5 separate regions of the Mus musculus genome follow, and all the other regions are linked to region 3. Evidence: chromatin contacts called from public Hi-C and HiChIP or PLAC-seq data. All regions are on one chromosome and are shown on one strand. Each heading gives the region's core, a stretch centred on a gene start, on an enhancer-like site or on the middle of the called end of the contact. The rest is flanking DNA. Distances are from core to core; before and after follow the strand shown. Region 1 has its middle 28 kb from the start of Leprot. Region 2 holds the start of Slc35d1 (solute carrier family 35 (UDP-glucuronic acid/UDP-N-acetylgalactosamine dual transporter), member D1). Region 3 overlaps Pde4b (phosphodiesterase 4B, cAMP specific). Region 4 has its middle 39 kb from the start of Gm12789. Region 5 holds the start of Leprot (leptin receptor overlapping transcript).

The links. A called contact is a pair of places that touch in the nucleus more often than the background predicts. HiChIP or PLAC-seq counts read pairs in DNA pulled down with a chosen protein or histone mark.
Region 1: a Hi-C map of liver shows a contact between it and region 3, with 2.9 times the contacts expected there. The contact joins two enhancer-like sites. A contact is called at or near these places in 1 of 484 Hi-C or Micro-C datasets (liver) and 1 of 115 datasets of contacts at active chromatin or transcription factors (bone marrow-derived dendritic cells).
Region 2: a contact with region 3 is called in an H3K27ac HiChIP or PLAC-seq map of thymic regulatory T cells, with 5 times the contacts expected there. The contact joins the promoter of Slc35d1 here to the enhancer-like site in region 3. A contact is called at or near these places in 2 of 39 promoter capture datasets (the 3T3-L1 cell line and pre-B cells) and 2 of 115 datasets of contacts at active chromatin or transcription factors (the NIH/3T3 cell line and thymic regulatory T cells).
Region 4: an H3K4me3 HiChIP or PLAC-seq map of pro-B cells shows a contact between it and region 3, with 5 times the contacts expected there. The contact joins two enhancer-like sites. A contact is called at or near these places in 2 of 115 datasets of contacts at active chromatin or transcription factors (large pre-B cells and pro-B cells).
Region 5: a Hi-C map of B cells shows a contact between it and region 3, with 13 read pairs. The contact joins the promoter of Leprot here to the enhancer-like site in region 3. A contact is called at or near these places in 8 of 39 promoter capture datasets (the 3T3-L1 cell line, 3T3-L1-derived adipocytes, the C10 cell line and 4 more), 2 of 484 Hi-C or Micro-C datasets (B cells and CD4 T cells) and 5 of 115 datasets of contacts at active chromatin or transcription factors (bone marrow-derived dendritic cells, bone marrow-derived macrophages, cardiomyocytes and 2 more).

What each region holds. Positions count from the first base shown.
Region 1 is chr4:101,674,672-101,677,371 of GRCm38.p6, forward strand. No RefSeq gene overlaps it. Among named protein-coding and RNA genes, the nearest start is that of Leprot, 28 kb to the left of the region's middle. Within about 2 kb of position 1,255, at least 26 of the 459 cell types and tissues checked have an H3K27ac peak or open chromatin away from gene starts, as enhancers often do. A contact at or near this core is called in liver, where this site is marked.
Region 2 is chr4:103,213,811-103,216,510 of GRCm38.p6, forward strand. It overlaps Slc35d1 (solute carrier family 35 (UDP-glucuronic acid/UDP-N-acetylgalactosamine dual transporter), member D1), which reads right to left and starts at 1,366. Exons shown (of 12, transcript NM_001356276.1): 1 at 854-1,366; 2 at 249-282; 3 at 61-147. The coding sequence starts at 1,056. Gm46864 (a long non-coding RNA gene) reads left to right here and starts at 1,133. Exons shown (of 3, transcript XR_001784379.1): 1 at 1,133-1,187.
Region 3 is chr4:102,573,066-102,575,765 of GRCm38.p6, forward strand. The region is part of intron 6 of Pde4b (phosphodiesterase 4B, cAMP specific); the gene reads left to right. Among named protein-coding and RNA genes, the nearest start is that of Gm52667, 5.0 kb to the left of the region's middle. Within about 2 kb of position 1,371, at least 146 of the 459 cell types and tissues checked have an H3K27ac peak or open chromatin away from gene starts, as enhancers often do. A contact at or near this core is called in B cells, bone marrow-derived macrophages, cardiomyocytes and 7 more, where this site is marked.
Region 4 is chr4:102,024,691-102,027,390 of GRCm38.p6, forward strand. No RefSeq gene overlaps it. Among named protein-coding and RNA genes, the nearest start is that of Gm12789, 39 kb to the left of the region's middle. Within about 2 kb of position 1,386, at least 5 of the 459 cell types and tissues checked have an H3K27ac peak or open chromatin away from gene starts, as enhancers often do. A contact at or near this core is called in pro-B cells, where this site is marked.
Region 5 is chr4:101,646,425-101,649,124 of GRCm38.p6, forward strand. Leprot (leptin receptor overlapping transcript) reads left to right here and starts at 1,359. Exons shown (of 4, transcript NM_175036.4): 1 at 1,359-1,401. The coding sequence starts at 1,386.

The DNA of each region.
Region 1 (2,700 bases), core at 5-2,504, 900 kb before region 3:
AACAAAACAAAAGAACAAAGCAAAAACAAAACAGATGGAACAGGTGGGCTCTATTGTCAGTCAGGATGGATTCTGAGTGCTTGCTGTAAGGAGGAGTATGGGGGACTTAGTTCTCATGTGAATTTATTTTAAGGGACTCTCGGGTCAGGGCATAGAAAAAAACCAGAAGCAAGTCTCTCAGGCTGCCTAATCAGAAACCATTACTATTAGCTAACCACGTGTATCCTTGAGTTAAAGTTTTACTTTTTCCATAAACACCATCTGCAAACAGTGTAGTCATAGGTAGTACTGGGATGTGTCAAGTCTGGGGCTATACACTGTGTCACTCATGCCCTTTGGCATACATGCTTCTGCCCACGTGGCCAGGCAAGAAAGATCTTCTCAGTCTGTTTTCCTAAAGGACCTTTGTCCGACTTTGATGGGCAAACAAGAATCATGTTTCCAGGGACACACACACACACACACACACACACACACACACACGTTCTACAGTGACATTTTGTTGTTGTTTGTTTTGAGATAGGGTCTCACTAAGTAGCCCTAACTATCCTGAAACTCACTATGTAGACCAGGGTGGCCTCGAACTCACAGAGAACCTTCAGCCTCGGCCTTTTTAGTCCTGAGATTAAAGGCATGTACCACCATGCCTGGCCCAGGGCATATTTTTAAATGAGGAAATGGGGACCAAAGGAAGGAACATGTAGCTGTGGTGAGAGGTTGGGTTGACCTCTTAACTTTCTGAGAAGCCATAGTTCTTGGGAAGTTGACATTGAGTTATTTAGCTGTGTGATTTAATGGCATATAAAGTTGGAATGGATACACTCATTCAATTGATACTTTTTCCTTGTGCCAATACTGTGCTAAATGTCAGGACACAATGGATCAAATGACATCTTACGTTTATTTGGGGAGAGAGACAAATAATCACCACAGAGTTAAATACATAACTGGAAATTATGTGGAGAGGCAGGAGACTGAAGGAGCCAGCACTGTAAAGAGCACGGTGGCAGAGTGGGGAGAGACTGATACCTTGGAGTAAGTATCTAAGGATGTATGGAGAGTGCTCTCTCTGGGACTGAATGGAAGGCTGTCCTCAGGCAGGAGGATCATGTGTGGGACAGAGCGTGCTTCTGCTTTAATCCATTTCATATTGTGAAAACTTTCCAAAGCCTGAAAGAGAAACACAACATCCCCTGCACTTAGAACATCTACTTCCTCAGTGTAGTCTGGCCAGAAATGTGTCAAGAGCAAGCCTTCAAAGGGGCAGATGTCAGCCCTCTGGCCTGTAAACAAAATGCCCAAGATATTTCCCCGAGGCTTGAGGCCAGTTTGTAATTTGGCTTTTTCCTCATCCTGGATGAATTTCCAAACATAGTAAAACGGCCTGTGATGAAATATAGTTCAAACGACAAGGCAAAGAGCAACTCAGGTCCTCAAAACACTCTCATTAAGGAAAAAGGCACAGATAAAACTCTTTCCACCAATGGTGTGCTAGTGTGAGGCAGTAAAATGACAGTGCCCGGACCCCACACGTAAGTCACACAACTGCCACTACTTGGAGACCTAAATAAGGTAACTGCAGGCTTTCCATATCTGATTTTAACCCACTCAACCAACTTGATTCCTCTGGGTCATTTAGCTATTTCTGTAAGTGAAAAGGACTACATTAATTGTGTTCTCCTTCTTCTTCTTAAACAAACAAACAAACAAACAAAAAAACCTAGTGGATGCCAAAGTCATCAACACCTCGGGGCTGCTTTCCTAAATGAAGGTTCCCCCAGCCTAAGAATACAGATAGTTCTTTCTTCATTAATCTAGAAGGGGTAAGCCACTAGACCCAAGCAGGGTGGAAATGACAGGGGCCGTGTCTTCTTGACTCTTACCCCCCCACTGCAACTGGAAGTGTGGGCTCTGCTTGCTGGCGACATCATTCTGCAGGTAAGAGAAAGCACAGGTGTTTATACAATCTCATCTATAAAAGGACTCATGTTTTATCTGAAAACTAGTTTCCTTTATTTTACCTTTAGACATCTGGCTAAATGTCTCTAGGGATGGATGCTCACTTGGAAGCAAGTTCCCTGACAGCTGCCATTGGAGGTAGAGTCTTTGCTCTTTCCTTCCAAAAATAGCAGTAATATCATTATTTGGACCACATTCTGTGTTGCAGGGCTGTGTCAAGAGAGTTCATATTTGTTGTTTCTAATGCTTCCAAGCAGCTAAGAAGTGATCATCTCACATACTTTAAAGGTGAAAAACTCAGGCAAGGTCACAAAACTCAGAAGAGAGGTCACTTTGGCTGAACTCAACACATAGGCCCATTTCCAGACAATACACATAGCTATTCAAATCTGTGCATTTAATGTCACCTCTTAGATTGGGTTCTTGGTTTCTCTATTCATATCTCATGAAACATGCTCTCTAGCACTCTCAGATTATGTTATGACTATGCCTTTGTAAGGTCTTATCTATTTTGTTTGTGTGTCTATTCATCTATCATAATCTATCTATCTATCTATCTATCTATCTATCTATCTTTCTTTCTTTCTTTCTATCTTTCTTTCTATCTATCTATCTATCTATCTATCTATCTATCATCTATCTATCTCCCTCTACTTATCATCTGTCCACCATTCCTATCTGTCTATCTGTCTATGTATGTATGTATGTATGTATGTATGTATGTATGTATGTACCTATCTA
Region 2 (2,700 bases), core at 116-2,615, 640 kb after region 3:
AGCCACAGAATGGCTCCTTTTTATAAAATAAAGTATCCCTTCTTTCTCACGTTTGTTTACCTTTCGAGGTACATTTCTGTCGAAGTCAGGAAACTTGACTACTCTGAGTGTCTTTCCCACCCAGAGAACCGCTACCGTGGCCACCATCTGCAAACAGAGAACACACACAGATGCACTGTTCTGCATAGAAAGACACACACAGAACTTCTGACAACACAGACCACGGGATGCCCGAGATTCCAACTAACCTGGCCAAGTCCAACACATAGCGAGGATGGAAATCTACAAAAGGGGTAAAGAAAAGGGGGTTAAAAACGGCCAGAACGTCCTCAGAGCACAGGGAATTCAACTCCCACACTGTCAGCCTTAAAATGCGTTCTGATTCAACCCACAGCGATGCCTGCCCCTCCAATAAAAAACAAAAAATTAAAAAAAAAATCTTAGATTTTGTAGCCTAGGGCGACCACTTGTCTGGTCTTGTCCTGTTTTTTTTTACAATTCCCTTCAGCTTCCTGCAACGGATTTTTCCAGAAAGTTAAGCCGCGGAGACCTCGTCAACGGTTTTAAATCTTTTAAATGACTCTTGAGGGGAAACACAAGACACACACATACAAACTTCTGCCCCGGAGTCTCAGTGACAGCGGCGACGGCGCGTGGGCGTGCGGCCGCGCCGGTCCCGGGGCTGTCAGCCGCGCGGGTCGCTAGTCCCTGGGCACCGGCCTCGTTGTGCCTTCCCCCTTCACCCCCAGCCCTGGCCAGTGCGGCGGGGAGCGTGGCCGAGGGTATCCCCGGGTGGGCTCGAACCCCCGTCCCTGCCCGCCGCGCCGCAGCCGCCGCCCGCCAGCCCGGCCACCTGTAGTTGGTGAGCACGCTCTTGTTGACCACCACGATGAGGAAGGAGCTCACGCCGTAGAAACCGGCGGCCAGCAGCTTCAGGAACACCGTTAGCGTTTCGGCCGGCGCCATCCCCAGCTCCTCCTCATCTCTGTGTGTGGAGGATTTCGCGGGGGCTTCTCCTTTAACCGGAGCATGCTGACGTCTGTGGACTTCCGCCATGGCGGCGGTGGCGCCGGCGGCGGTGGCGGTGGCTGCCGCAACGGGCCTGCGAGCGAGCGGGGCGGCGGAGCGGCGCGGCGGCGGGGGTCTGGGCCTGGCGGTGCGGAGCGCGGTGCCGAGCGGGCTTGGCGGTGCGGGGCGCGGAGGAGCGCGGGCCTGGCGTGGCGGGACCCCGGCTGCGGGAGCGGGCCTGGCGGTGCGGGGCGCGGGCCCTGAGCTCCGGGGCTCCGCGATTGCGGGCCTAGCGTGGCGGCGGAGGCTCGGGAAGGACCCGGCGGCTCGCGGCAGGGCTTCGCGGGTTGTGCTGCCCACAGCTCCCCGCACTGCCGCCGCCCGTCCCCGCCCAGGGGTTGGGACACTGGGGTTCACACCCTCGGGGACTTTGCCCTGGCATGGTGCCTCGCGGGGTCAGGGAAGGGCCGGGGCTGGCTCGGCGGGGCTGGGGACCCGGCATGGGCTCCGGGAGCAGCCGGGACACTGCTGGGGGACCACTGAGCCGGGCTGGCGAGCACAGAGTTGCGCCTGCGCACGAAGGCGCGCTGGGTCCCCCTGCGGGGAGCATGGGGGTTTTGCGGGAGCTGGGCTGCAGGCCTAGAAGTACCTCCCTCCTTTCTAACGTGTGGCTGGCAGAGAAGTGATGCCCCTGTTGCATCCTCAGTTATCCCGAAAGCTCTTTTTTTGGCCTCACTTGCCGAGGGGTCAAAGGTCACACAAAGTATCAAACATGATTCAACAGTAAACAAAGATTTCATTCTGCAAAGTGAGACCTCTCATGCTTCTGAAATTCTTTTTGTTGTTTTTTGCTTGTTTGTTTTAGCTGGTATATCCAGAAAAGGCAAGGATGAGGAAAGTGTTGCAATAAGCCGCTCCTGGAATAGTAAAAAGTGCAAGGTGTTTGGAGCCTAAAGCTTTGTTCCGGTTTTAGGACTGTTTGAAACATTCCCTGTGCTCTTAGGCAGATTCGATGGTCTCTGCACCTTCATCTCACGACCTCTGTTGTGTAAAGCCAGTTCTGTTTTCTTGACACAGTGCAGTCACACAAGCAAAGAATACCTGTTGAAGCAAGGACGTTACATTCCTACTTTTAGAAAGTTTTGAATTATTCCCCCAAACTTCCCATCTTCTTAAGTGTCTTTTTTTTTTTTTTTAAACTGTGGTAAAAATATCAGTTTATTGTTTTAATCCTTGGATGTGCAACTCTCACCAGGCACCCTCCCCAAAACATTCACCGTGTCAGATGGAAACTCTTGTGGGAACGAAGCAATCATTTCCTGTTCTCTACTCCCCTCCTCAAAACCAAGTAACCTGTGTTGTGCTGTCAATCTCTGTGAATCTGACTATTCTGTATATCACACAGATGAGCAATCGCACAGTATTTACCCATCCGTGACTGGCTTAGGCCAGTTACACAATGTGTTCAAGGTACATGCACCCTGTACCGTGTCTCAGAACTGGAATTCCTGGCAGCCAGCATGGCATCCTTGACTGTTGGTAACCTCCTTTGCCCGCACCTCCAGATGCCTGGCTTTTCCCCTTTCCTGAGTTGTAGCTAAATCAACAACAAGGCTCACATCTCTCTTTCTTCACTTCCATTTCACAATGCCCCTCCCTCATCTCTTCTTGAATTATTACTTTTCCTTCTAT
Region 3 (2,700 bases), core at 121-2,620:
GGGAAAGTGAGACTAAGTTATGCACAATGAAATTTTTACCTTACATTAAAATTTTCAGTGTTGAAATGATCTGAGTGTTCTGTGTAGTTGGAAAGGTCCTCTTTGCTATCACTAAGTAGCCAAATTTGGTCACATTTGGCTTACTTTTATGGAACAAAGGAGCCTCAGCAAAACTGAATTCCAGAGCTGAAAGGGAACATAAATGTAACGCCTTACAGAGGGTGGAAGACTGCGAAGAAGAGCTTTGGAACTGGAGGCGCATGGTTCCAATTCTGCCAGTCTCACTTGCTAGTCTTTTTACTTAACTGCCCAGAGATTCAGTTTTACAGTATAGAGGTGGGTCTCATCTCACCAGGTTTAGTATCCCCAAAGCGCTTAAGAAAGCGCCTGCCAGGAAGCAGGAATCCTGTGAGCGATCCCTTACTAACACCTACTTCATGGTTGCAAAACCAAATCTGTGTCCCTACTTGTGTTTCAGAGCTGACCCAAAGGCTTTTATTTACAAAGTCTGAACTTGACTTCAGAGCACAGATGGCAGAGCCTCTGTCCTGTGAAGTGAGTGTTATTTGGTAACATAGGTGCCAGTCTGTGGAGAAGGTGAAGAAAGGCCTGTCTGGTAGGGGGAAAGCAAATGGCCTTTAGGGTTTCTTACACCTGGACCGGGCAGTGCTTCCTTGTTTGTTTATGTTTTTCCTTGACCTACCTGTGGCCTAAAGAAATGGAAGGATTCATAAGTGGAGCAGATTTTCCCTGCGCTTCTTAGGGCAGGTGGACAGGAACTGCTACTGTACCTAACAAAAACAGTCTTGGTCTTTGCCTCAGTTTTCTTGACCCTTAAATATTAGCAATAGGCCAAGAGGAATTTCAAAATTTTAGAGACACTTGCAGCCAGGTGAATTAGTGTTAAAGAACATTTTCTTTTTCAAACTTAAAAAAAAAAGTAAAACTGGTAAGAAGACGGAGCAGGGGAACGGGAGCTTGAAGGACAGGGGCATGGTTTCTGGTGTCAGGAAGAATGCCTGGACCCCTCAGTGACCAGTCCAAGTTAAAGGTTAGGCATGTATGCCAGCCGGCTGGCCCCTCTTAGATTTGTACATTAATTGTTGTTTTGAGTTTTGCCAGCTCTCCTTACCTGGAAGAATTGTCTTCCCCTTCAGCAAAAAATGCGTTAGAGCATGAGTTCATCTGCCAAAAAACAGCCTGCTGTTTTGAAAACAGGATGCCTGAGCTCTGCCCCTCCAAAAAAAGAGGAACGGAAAGAGAAACAGTATAGAAAGGAAGAAAGCAAACAGCCCCACAGGGATCCCCAGGCCAAGTGCGGCACAAACAGTGACCTCTCTTTCCGACCTTCTCTATGGCTCAGTTCCTGAGCTCCTGTCACCAAAGCCAACCCACGTCATCAGAGCAGGATAGGAGGAATGGCACAGCTGCTGTGAGGGTGACTAGAATTTCCTGTCGCCTTCCTGACCAACGCAGTCAGAGAAGTACAGGGTTGCAACAACAGTGGCTGAGGAAGGATGGGCCCAGAACAATCCCGGGGAGGTGGGGCGGGACTGGGAAGGGATGGGAGGTGTTCCTTCCCACTCTGGACAGAGAAGCATAGTCGTTCATCCAGGATTTTCAGGTGAAAAGCATCAAAAGGCTTATTAGTACCTGGTATAGTGGATATAGAAAGATGAACATACTGTATCTTCAACTGCAGCTACATTCAAATGATTAGTCACAGCCCCAGATACCCTCCAAACACCCTGCGGTGGGACGTTGTTTTCTTTCTCTATCAGCTTTGCCTGGGACAGGTTTGGACCCAGATGATGAAATTGGACGTTCTGAAATTGGAAAGTCCAGTCTCGGATACCAAAGCTTCCTTTGGACTAAGGAGCTGGAGTAGAGTCCTTGAGTCAACGTTTGCTGCGGCACTTCACCAGCTGGGAGTGGGGGATAAATGGCACTTTCTTGAGGCATCCTGAAATCCCATACAGACACCATTACTGGAAAAGTGAGTCCTCCTGGCTGTGCAGGCTTAGTTCTCCAGCTCCACTCTGAGAACTTGTACCAGCCTGGGCTCCTTGGACGGAAGGGACTAACTAAAGTCACTCAATTCTACCAGCCTGGAGGCACTAGGAAACCTGAATGTGTAATTCTGGGAGGTGATCATGACCGAGGCAAGACAAGCGTTCTAAAGTTGAAGGGAGTCATTTTCTGTACCCCTGAACAATCAATCAGTAACTATGGGAAACACGGTGCCTAACGGAATTGAAAGGAAATAGATCTCATTGGCCAGTAGATGCATCTCAGAACTCTCCCAGGAGAAGGGATGCAGGTTGTTGAAGGATTAATCGATGATGATGGTGAGAAAGGAGTTTCCCTTAACACAGAGGGGCCTTTTATTGCTCCCTGGGTTTGAAGGAAGCCTTAGTATGGTTTCTTCCAGCTGTGCAGAAGGGCTTCATCAGACCAAAAAAAAAAAATGGGTTTCCTACTAGACCTTACTGTGCCTCTGGCCAGACTCCTCATTCCCTGCCCAAATGGCTTTTACCCTTCTTCCAAGGGCCTCTATGTGGGTGTGCTTCCACACAGGTACACACGCAGAGGCCCCAGGCACAGCCATGTAGCAGCAACACGGGACTGGGGAGAAGGTATGTGGGCTGTGGCAGAGGCTCACACGAGCTTACCTGGGAGGTCCTGAGTGGTGAAACAGGG
Region 4 (2,700 bases), core at 136-2,635, 550 kb before region 3:
TCCAAAATTCATTGTTCCTAGAAACTCATTTCTCATATTTTGAAATCTTATTTTAGATATTTATTTTATGTGTATGTGTATTATCTGCATAAATGTATAAGTACTCTGTGCTAATGGATACCAGAAGTAGGAACCAAATCCCTTGCAGCTGGACTTATGGATGGTTGTGAATCATCATGTGGGTCCTGGGAATTGAACCTGGATCTTCTGCAGGAGGAACAAGTGCTCTTAACTGCTGGAACATCTTTCTAGTTCCCCCACTTTACGTTTTAAAAATAATGTTACAATAGATAGAAACGGTAACTTATTGTTTACCAGACTGACTTGTGTCCAGTTGTAACTGCCTTTGCTTGTACAGATATAGCTTTCTGTTTAAATTACCTCCCACTTTGTCACTATATGCAAGTTATACTCATAGATAATCATATTGGGAAAAATATTGGGATAAATATGAGTCCATGTCTTTATATCAAAAACAGAAACTGTCCCTGAATAGGAGATAAGGAAAACTCTGGACTCATGAATAAAGATGAATTTTTAAGAAAGTAAGGCAAGCACTGCAAGCTACAAAACAGCAAATGACCATGGCTGGGACATGATCGATTCTGTGTGCACACATCCATCGAGTCACCTGTTTATCATCTATCAAAGACAGAGCCAAGGAAATCTTATCAGTGGTTATCTCCAAATGGGAAATTACCAGAGATTTTATTTTTTCTTGTTATTTTAGCTATTTAATGTTTAAAAATAATACATGTATTTTTTAAAAGTTATTTTGAGAGAGGCTCACCTTATGAGCACAAACTTCTCGTACAGACTAGACTTTCAGTTCCCAGCAAACCACAATGGACAGCTCACAACAGCCAGCTCCAAGGAATTCTGGTACTACAATCACACATGCACCCTCTTAGAGGCAAAGGGGAAGGTTTGCAGAGGGGAGAGTGGGAAGGGGGACAATATTTGAAATGTCAATAAAATAATTAATAATAATAAAAGCAATAACAGCAACATTTTTTACTAGAAATAAGAGGCAAATGGAAAATTAAGACAAGACCAGCCCTCAGGAAGACAGATCTACTGTAAGCTGTGCTAAAGAGCTAGGAGAAATAATTATCACTTTAATGAAATAATTTTTTCTCCCAGAATTCCTGCCTCCTTGCGCACTTGGGACAGGGCCACCATGAGATCCTAGCAGATCTATGAGACTTTCTGAGTCCTGATTTAGAAAAACACAACTTTCCCTTTTTCTTCTTGTCTGTCTTTTTCTTTGGATGCTAACCAAAACCTAAGCATACTTTTCCCCTGGTGCTTTGGGCTTCCTTATTCTTTCTCTGAATCCCCCTGCTCATTTTTGGCCATGTGGCAGCTTATCTATCATGTGACTGACCTCCCTGCCTCACTCAACCATATCTCCTCTATTTCCGTAACTTCCTTCTCTCTGCAGCTGCTGAGAATTACAGTTTGCCTGCCCTAGGATTTTTCTTTTAAACTTTAATAAAATTATCCCAAACTTTCAAAATATAAAGTAAAAATTATTTTCATTAGAAAGAAGAGGCAAAGGGGAAATTGGAACTGTAAAAAACCAATAGATTAAAAAAAAATCAGTAACCTTCTATTCCCTGCATTATATAAATCAATCTCAAAAAGTGAACCTTCAATTTAACACAGTCCAGAGTCCCAAAGAAGAGAGTCACTAGAAAATAAAGGTTGTTGACCATGCTTGGGCTGGAGAAATGGCTCAGGGCTTGAGGCATTTCTGTTTTTGCAGAGGACCCAAGTTTAGCTCCCAGCACCCACATGGTGGCTCACAACCACCCGTAACACCAGTTCCAGTAGATCCGATACCCTTTTCTGATCTCTGTGGGCACCAGACACACATAGAGCACAGACATAGTGCACAGACGCAGAACACTCATATGTATAAAATAAATAAACCTAAAATGAATTTTCAAAAATCGAGTCTGCTAGAAAGCAAAGCAAAGTAATACATTGACAGTTGATTCATTTCTCCTTGTCAATGCAGGCAGGGATTTTGTAAACGAAACCATTTGGTACTAAACTGACAAGGGCTTTGGCAGGACCTACATTTGCATTTGTTCTTTGTTTTCCACAGAGACAGATTTTAGTTGAACTAATACCCTCTCCAGACTTTTTTTTTTTTTTTTTTTTTTTTTTTTTTTTTTTTTTTTAACCACATATGACTTCTTATAGGAGAAAGAATGGCTTGGCAAGCTTGGAGAAAGGCACTAGCCATTTTCACGTAAGCCCTGTCAGTTCTAATCCTGGGCAGGCCCGTCTGTGAAAGCAAGCTCTGCTCGTCCACGCAGCCTCTTCACTAGGAGGAAAGGTTGAGAAGCCCAAGAAAGCCCAGAGGCGTCAGAGGTGTCGATGGGCTGGGTTGGTGTAGAAGTCAGGTTTTTTTTTTTTAGTCAGCCAGTTGACTATAGATCTAATACACACACACACACACACACACACACACACACACACACACACACATATATATATATATATATATATATATATATATTTTTTTTTTTCCCCAAAACAGGGTTTCTCTGTATAGCCCTGGCTGTCCTGGAACTCACTCTGTAGACCAGGCTAGCCTTGAACTCAGAAATCTGCCTGCCTCTGCCTCCCGAGTGCTGGGATTAAAGGCATGCGCCACCACGCCCAGCTCTAATTTATATTTTTAAAGCC
Region 5 (2,700 bases), core at 109-2,608, 930 kb before region 3:
TTTTAAGTTTAGAACTTCGTGGGTTTTGACTTTCTAACCTTGTCTAAAGAGCTGTTTGGTTCAGTTCCTATTCTTTCTGAACTGCTTTCTGTAGAGGACTTGGACTACTGGATGGTTTCTAAGATGAAGGAAGATTCCACTGAAGAAGGTAAGAATAAGATGGATCTGGAGGAGTGAAAATTGGCCTTAGTTACTTGCAGGCCTGCGTTTATTTAAGGACCTAAAGAAATCCGGACCCACAGAGTTTGTAATGAATGAGGGGGATAGACGGACGCGGTAGTTTACACAAAATGTTAATGTAGTTTGCTACAAAGCAAGCAAATCTATACAAAAGTCAAAGATCTTACATAGGGATATCTCTAATCCTGATTTCTGGTGCTGTCACTCACTCCCGATCTCTACTATATCAGCCACACACTCTCAAAACAAACCACACAGGCACACAGGAAGAGTCGTCCTGGAAGGTAACCTCTCCCCATCCTTATCCCGTGCCCCACTTTTTCCACCAGTCCTTTCAGGCAAGTTTCCTAACAGCCAGCCAGGGTGATGGTGAGCATCTAGAATCTCCTGAGGCAGAGCCTGGGCCCCAAGTCACGACAGTGAGGAAGGGATGGACCCCAGATTGAGAAACAGGGCTGAGATGTCTCAGAATCCAGGATCCCCCGAAGAGTTAAAATAAAGGAGTTATTCTGAAGTAATCAAAGTGGGAGGGGGCTGAGACTAGGAGCGGAGTTCCCGGCCAGCGGGGCGGTGCTGAACAAACTGGGAGACTACTGGAATGAAGTTCTGAGTGGCAGGAAGTAGGACCAGTAGAGTCCGAGCTATGAGTGGCGGAGGCGGGATCAGTCCAATGGGGTGGAGTTCTGCATGGCGGATTGGGATCCGTGCTGGCAGGGACTGAGCTCAGCCAACTGGGGGCGGAGTCCGCGAAGTGGAGGAAGGCGTTGGGGGAGGGTCTCCATGAGCTGGAGGCAGGATTATGTGCCAGAGTGGCGGAACTGTGGGCCGAGCGGAACCGGGCCCGGCAGAGGAGGAGCTCAGAGTGGCAGGGATCAGAACCAGTATAGGAAATACTGAGTGCCTGTAGGGCAGAATCTGGCATAATTGGGTGTGAGGTTGTAATTGGCAGAATTCTAAACCAGTAGGAATCAGGTTCTGCATGGATGGTGGGATTGGGCTTCTGGGGGCGGGAAGCCACGGGATGGGGCGGAGTCTAAAATCAGGGGCGGGGCCTAATGAAGGGGCGGGGCTCCGTTGGTTGGGTAGGAAGTCAATACCGTCAGGGGGCGGGCCGGGCTTTGGATTCGCGCGCCGGCCCTGGCTAGTCTGGGTGTGGGCGGCTTTTGGAGAAAGCCGGAAGCAGCGACAGCCCCAGCTCCAGAGACATGGCGGGCGTTAAAGGTACACTGCGACCCTCGCCCGCGGCTAGTGGGTGGGGTCGCTCCTGGCTCCAGGCTGCATGGCGAGCAGCCTGTGTGCGGGTGTGCGAGTTCCTGCAGACCGCGGCCTCCCGAATGCGCGGCAGAGGTGTTTTGCGGAGCCTATAAACGCTCGCGCCCACGCCCACGCCCGTCAGTTCCCAGGCGGGGGCTTCTCCCGTGGGCTGTACGTTCCACAGTGGTCCCCTGGGCTTTTCAGTTCTCCGTAGGTCACATCAGGGTCCCACATCCTCACCTTCCTGCCCCGCCGCAGTTTCCTGTGGCTTACAGAGGAGCCTTTGTGTCCAGGATGTGTGTTGGAAACTTGGTCCTGTTGTTCCCTTACGGTTTTTCTCGCTGGGCAGAATAATTTCGGGCGTGTGGCACTTTGGAAAGTAACCAGAAATACCCTATTCGACGCAACCTTGGGGCTGCAATTAGATGGGATTTTAACAAGACTTTTCTTGAGTGTTTACTGGTCTGTGAACAGAGCAGTATGTGCTGTTTGTGTTCTTGAATGGTGATGAAAGGAGGGTACCGAAAGATTATCACCCTGATCTGTGTGAATGCAGAGCTTTGGGCGTTGGGTGGGGACAAAGTTACTGGAAGGCTTCCTGGTATTTGGATTTCTGGTCATCCGCACAGAGAAGACTTAATTTATCTCTGTGTTGGACTTCCTTTCTTTGAAAACTATCCACAAAGACCTTCCCACTCACCAACATCTGTAAGATGGATACAGTGTATACTCATGTGGATGCACTGTACATTATCTGTGCACAACTAGTAACAGACATAGCTAACCATTTTGGGGGGACTTTTGTATTTCAAATCAAAGTAAACATGGTTTACTTGGGCAATGTCCACTGTATGACGTATCCATTTGAAGACAGTGTAGAAAGCATGTAAAATTGTGTCTCACTACTACAGAGTGTTCAGTCCTGGACAGAAAGTACAAAGTAGCAACAGTAATTTATGGGCCTATGTAGTGAAAAGGAACAAAGGCTATGAAGTAGACAAGAGCACAAGGAAGTAAAACTTTGCCCATAATTCAACTGTTATTGAGAAACTATGCTGGAGACTTGGGATAAAAGATAAGTGAGAAGTTTGGACTGAGTTGATTGCCGAAAATAATTATATTGCTGTGTAAGAAAATGATGTGTGCTCTGACAGTTGAGAACATAGAGATAATATAGTGGAGGGAATCATGTTGCTCCAAAAGATATGTTTTAAGTTGTAACTCCCTGCTGCCAAATGAGGGTGTGGCCTTGTTTGCAACTAGCAG